2 separate regions of the Zea mays genome follow, and region 2 is linked to region 1. The links are chromatin contacts, called in public Hi-C maps. All regions are on one chromosome and are shown on one strand. Each heading gives the region's core, a stretch centred on a gene start, on an enhancer-like site or on the middle of the called end of the contact. The rest is flanking DNA. Distances are from core to core; before and after follow the strand shown. Region 1 holds the start of LOC100273480 (30S ribosomal protein S16-like). Region 2 holds the start of LOC103632953 (calcium-transporting ATPase 5, plasma membrane-type).

Evidence for each region. A called contact is a pair of places that touch in the nucleus more often than the background predicts.
Region 2: a contact with region 1 is called in a Hi-C map of ear, with 2.1 times the contacts expected there. The contact joins the promoter of LOC103632953 here to the promoter of LOC100273480 in region 1. A contact is called at or near these places in 7 of 25 Hi-C or Micro-C datasets (bundle sheath, ear, endosperm and 3 more).

The regions. Positions count from the first base shown.
Region 1 is chr7:140,284,492-140,287,454 of Zm-B73-REFERENCE-NAM-5.0, forward strand. LOC100273480 (30S ribosomal protein S16-like) reads left to right here and starts at 1,542. Exons shown (of 3, transcript NM_001147917.1): 1 at 1,542-1,779; 2 at 1,955-2,000. The coding sequence starts at 1,647. It overlaps LOC109940781 (a long non-coding RNA gene), which reads left to right and starts at 2,007. Exons shown (of 2, transcript XR_002263482.2): 1 at 2,007-2,225.
Region 2 is chr7:140,570,390-140,573,333 of Zm-B73-REFERENCE-NAM-5.0, forward strand. LOC103632953 (calcium-transporting ATPase 5, plasma membrane-type) reads left to right here and starts at 1,657. Exons shown (of 34, transcript XM_020541361.2): 1 at 1,657-2,045. The coding sequence starts at 1,926.

The sequences.
Region 1 (2,963 bases), core at 292-2,791:
GATCTGCCGTATGACAGACGCAGGGACGACAGGGCAGAGAAGCGACAGCGCAGGAATATAGATGGAGAAGACGAAGCGGTTCTGTTTTGCGTATGCATGTCACTCACGTCTAACGGATGTCTACTTAAATAGAGGGTAACCTCGACTAGATTCGATCTGCTAAATTCCAGGAACCGTCTCCTGAAACCTCTATATGTGCAACCGCTTGGAGATCTCATGCGCGTCCATTACTCCCGGTTGACGTGGCAATCTAGATGTGGTATTCGAAAACCAAATAAACAAAAGGCAAAAAAAAATTAAAGTATTGTTTAGAATACGTCACGACGCGATCATGCATAAATAAAAGACTAGTGAATACATTCACATATAAGTTGGTTCTCTCCTAACTAGATAAGTAATATGAGATTAAACTCCTATGACATCTCTACACACCATCTTGGCTTTCTTAGGATGTGTTTGATTTAAGATCAAAGTAGGATGAGGCAGAGTCATCTCTGATTAGGCAGTGTCATAACTAACAGCCACCACTTTTTTGTTTGGTGGAAGGGATGAACGTAAATGGAACCATCTTAGTTTTTGTTTGGATGGTGGTCAGCTGTCACTGCTCGAGAGAGGCGAGGGCGACCATCCCAGTTTTCGGGACCGCGAGAGGGGTGGGGGCGGCACTGTCCGCTCGATTTTTTGGACCGCGCCGCCACCGAAAATTGTTCCGGTGTTCACCTCGCTTCCGCGTGATCCTCATTCAAACATCATAGAAAATGTGGCTGCTCCTCCATCTATCCTTACACATTCAACCAAACACAACCATATTGAATCGGGTTACACATAAGTGGCCCGAATTTCAACACTTTAGACCGTGTTTAGTAGGACACATATATAATAATCAAAAATATTGTTTTATTACTATAAATTACACTCTTTGTAGAATGAAGTTTGAATATAAAGATAATGATGGATAAGCTGCTTAAGCCAGGACTAGTGCCTCTGCTCTGTCGCTCACCGTGGCCGCCTATTGAGCTATATGCAACTTTCAGTCTGCTCGTTTGGCTTTATACCGGCTTTAATACTCCTATAGTGTTTTATCTATACAGATTATAGCTGCAGCATTCCAATCAACTAACTTTAATTCGAACCGAACAACTTTTACCACCGTGCCACCAGCCGCGTCATCGCATGGCCTCTATCCTGTGCGGCAGGGCGGATAATGGACTGGACCGGGATTTGAGAAGGCTCCGGAAAAATAAAAAACTAGTTCATTACAGTTGAACGGGCTGACCATGAACGGTTGAGAAATGGAGGCGACATGGCCCAATCTCTGGCCAGAATTTAGTCCTGATTTCGTAATACAGAAATTTTGTCAATGCAAAAGAATCACAAAACTAGAAAAAGGGCAGAAACTGGGAATACGTTTGAGTGGGCCCAAAGTTAGCATAGGAACTATAGGTACCTTCCTTTCCGGCCCAACCGTAAGTAACTGGGAAGCCTGGGCCCAGGCCATATTGAAGTCCATTCTGTTGGCATCGTCCCATCTCCCTTGAACCCTTTCGCCCACACCACAGCACCGCTGCCGAAGGTGGGAAAGAAGGCGGCGGCGGAGGCACCGGCACCGGCACCGCCTAGGAAAGGAAACCGAGGAAACTACAGCCATGGTGGTACGGATCCGTCTGGCGCGGTTCGGGTGCCGGAATCGGCCCTTCTACCGGGTGATGGCCGCCGATAGCCGCTCCCCTCGAGACGGCAAGCACCTCGAGGTCCTCGGCTACTATAACCCGCTCCCAGGTTGGGTTACGCTACTGCCCTCCTTCCTCTCTAGCCCCTCTATTCCCCGTTAAGATTGATTGATTCGTTTATTTACCGCCTCAAGAACCATTTTCTGCTGCTGCTGTTGGCCTGCTTTATTGGTTACTGAATACCTGATGAAAGATGGATCTTTTTTCCTTGTTGTCGTGTGCAGGGAAGGATGGAGGCAAGAGGATGGGCCTGAAATTCGACCGGGTGAAGTAAGTTTCACGTGAGAGTTCACTTCAAAAATTTGTAGTCTATTTCAGCTTCTCTATCAAACAGATCCAGCTTCACGAGCTCTAAGTTTAGAAAAACTGAAATTAGCGCTCTCACTTTAAGAATTTGAAGTCCATTTCAGTTTCTTCTATCCAAACAGTCCAGCTCTAGTTCAAAAAAACTGAAATTAGCAGCCAGTCTCATAAAATTTTAAAACTTCTCTAAAGGTGCTTTGAAAACACCTCATAAAGTTGCATAAAAATTACCCACCATGTCATTAGTTACATGATCTACCGATTCTTGTCTCTAGTCATTAAGGATAATTAAGAAAAATCGCACAAATTAATTGTATTATAGAAGCTGAAGTCTATGTGTAAGCCAAATACTCTTAAACCTTTATGGTCGATAGATCGGTGAGGGATTGGAGAGGGATATCGATGGGCAGAAACGCCGGCCGGGGGCCTGTGCCCACGGTCGAGCAAGAGGAGGGTTTGTCCCTTCTAATTCTTGCCTGCTTTATTTCTCATCCATTGATTACATAAATAGGCCGGTTGGCTGCCCCTATCTACCTAGAGATCATTATCTCCTAAAAACTCTCAACAAACTACTAACTGATAACCTTCCTAGATAATCTCAACTAATCTCCTAAATAATCTCAACTAATCTTCTAATCTTATCTCTAACTATCCTTATCTAATCCCCCTTGAGGGCCCATGGCTGCTGCTACCGTAGCCCCTCCGTGGACCTCCTTAGGCCCTGACACTACACCCCTCCTGGACAAGCAGCTCGCCCTCGAGCTGCCGCATAACGGGTGCTCAAAGACCGAGTTTACTTGACCCAAAACCAAACACCTAGAAGACAAGCCTTTTACATCTCGGCTTATCTTATTATTCTGAATCTGATTTTTTTACCCCATAAGATAAGGCGTACACGCACGTGTGCAGCCACCTGGATCCCATGGACGC
Region 2 (2,944 bases), core at 407-2,906, 290 kb after region 1:
TGTATAAAAATAGAAACTGCATGCATGCGACTACCATGTTTTTCGGATCTGTCATAAAAATAGGATCGTAATAACAACCTACTAGAGCTATCAACCTCTCATTGACTCGTATTTACGCTTATAATTAAGAGATTTTATGCTCAAAACTTAAGGTTTTTACGCTCCACCCGGAGATGCGTCCACCAGTGAATAACATGCCAGTTTTTTTACGCAGTGTAAGGAATTACATAAATACCTACATCGTGTAGTATACTTTGTTTCAGTATACATCATAAACTAGTTCTAATGCGTTTAGCTGCATGTCTGTTTGAGGGATCCTATATTTATGAAGAAAATAAAACATTAAATACGATTTTTTGTTTCTATGCATGCAATTAATTTCTTTTCATTGCATATTCTTTCCATCATAAATTCGTGTGCATGCAGCTGGTAACAGATTTTTACGCAGTATACCGAATTGCATAATTATCTACAAAGTGTAGCATATTTAGTATCAGTATATATATCATAAAATGGTCATTATGAGTCTAGCTGCATGATTGTTGCAGCGATCCTAAATTTATGGAGGAAATAAAGCATTTAAAATAAAAAGTGTCACACATATCTTTCCTAAATTTACGCGCATGCAAGGGAACGTGTTTGACTCATGCATGCATTTTGCCATAATTTTTGGATCTGTATAACCGCATGCATGTGGCTGCCATGTTTTTCGGATCTGCCATTAAAATATGATCGTAATAACAACCTAATAGAGCTATCAACCTCTCACATTGGCTCGGTATATACGCTTATAATTGAAGGATTTTATGCTCAAAACTTAAGGTTATTATGCTCCAACCCGGAGATGCGTCCACCAGTGAACAACATGCCAGATTTTTTACGCAGTGTAACGAATTAAATAAATACCTACACATCAGTATATATCATAAACTAGATCTAATGTGTTTAGCTGTATGGTTGTTGGAGGGATCTTATATTTATGAAAGAAATAAAACATTAAATACGATTTTTTGTTTCTATGCGTGCAATTCATTTCTTTTCATTGTACATTATTTTCATCATAAATTCGTGTGCATGTAGCTGGTAACAGATTTTTACAGTATACCGAATTGCATAATTATTTACACAGGGTAGCATATTTAGTAGCAGTATATATCATAAAATGGTCCTTACGAGTCTAGATGCATGGCTATTGCAGCGATCCTAAATTTATGGAGAAAATAAAGCATTTAAAAATAGAAACCACCACACATATCTTTCCTAAATTTACGCGCATGCAAGGGAACGTGTTTGACTCATGCATGCATTTCCTTTTTTTGCACGCACAGACGTGGGCGCGGGTGGTGCAACCGACAGCCTAGTTCAGTCGGTGCGCTGGGTTGAACCAGGTTGCAGGGGTAATCGGCCTAGACTTATTTTAACTATATATATGAAGGCGGAAATAACGGAATGGAATGCATTTTATTTTCTGCTTCGGGGTTAGCTTAACTGGAAACCGTGGCTTTCTTTTTCTAAGACTGGCCTGTGGGCCATCCTGTTCCACCCCACATGTCAGTATAACGATCGAAGCGCCCGCGCGCACAGTGCCCTTCGTGGAAGCTTCCTACGCTGCAGCACTGGTCGCTACGGCTACCACATAAAATGAGCAGAAAACCCGCGCGCACGCAGACGGAGCCTGGCGTTGCAAGGGGAGGCGCGGAGCCGGAGGCGAACCCGTTGGAGCGCACGCGAACTCCCACGTGAGGCGATGGCCGCCCGCCGCCCCCCGGTATCTCGATCCTTCCAGCGTCGTGGTAGATCCTTGTCGTTCTGATATGGTCGATGGCCGGCCCTGTTGCGCGCGTGCTGTTGTGTTGCCCAGTGATCAGTGCCTCGGCTTCGTGGCATCCTGCCAAGGCTAGGCGGAGGCGCTGCGCGGGCTGCGGATGGCCTCGGGGACGGGGAGCTCGCCGCCGCCGGCGCATGAGGAGCGGGTGCTGGAGGGAGAGGGCGCATTCGAGATATCCAGTAAGAACACGTCGCACGATCACCTGCGACGGTGGAGGGTACGTACGAGTACGACGTCTCTAGCACTACAGCTTGGTTCAAATTCAGCTTTTATTTTGAGTTCGGGGGTTGAAATTACCATACGCTTGAGCTCACACCTGCGCATTGCGGTCCACACCTCGAAACAGGAGCATGTAGTTCGTAACTTGGTATTGGTAGACGCGTTAAATGATGATATGATTTATTTTATTTTTTTGGAAGCTACTGATTTCTTCATCCCTGTACCAGTTTAATTTATCACATCGTATTACGGTGGTTTTTTTTCCCCCGAAAATGTTCTTTTCACACATTTCGTTATTAACCTGGCCCAAACACCAAGTGGCGGCAAACGAAGACTCGGGCATTCTGGTGGGTGCTTGAGAAGTTCCTTCAGACTCCTTTGTGCAGTCTGTTCTTTTGTGGTCGTCACTACAGTAAACGGAACAACGTCCGACGCCAAAACCGTCGGACATAAGGTTTAAACCGTCGGAAATAGGTAATCTCCGACGGTAATGCCCTATCTCCGACGGCTTTAAGCCGTCAGAGATAATTCGTCGGAAATAGTGCAATGTCCGACGGCTGCCGTCGGACATAAGCTATCTCCGACGGCTACGTGTGCCCGTCGGAAATAATAAATCCCAACCGTTTTACCGGTCAGCCTGTGGGCCCCACAGGCTTAAGTCCGACGGCCCAGTGGTAGCCGTCGGACATAACAAATTATAGAATTTACACAAAATTCTGTTTTTTAAAAAATCTGACATTTACAAAACAAAAACAGATTTCATGCACATATACACATTCACATTCACAATCACAAATATACACATTCTAATAAGTATTCACAATCACAAATATTCTCACATAAATATTAACATTCACAAATTTAACATCAACATATAGGTCCGACGGTTGTTGCAAA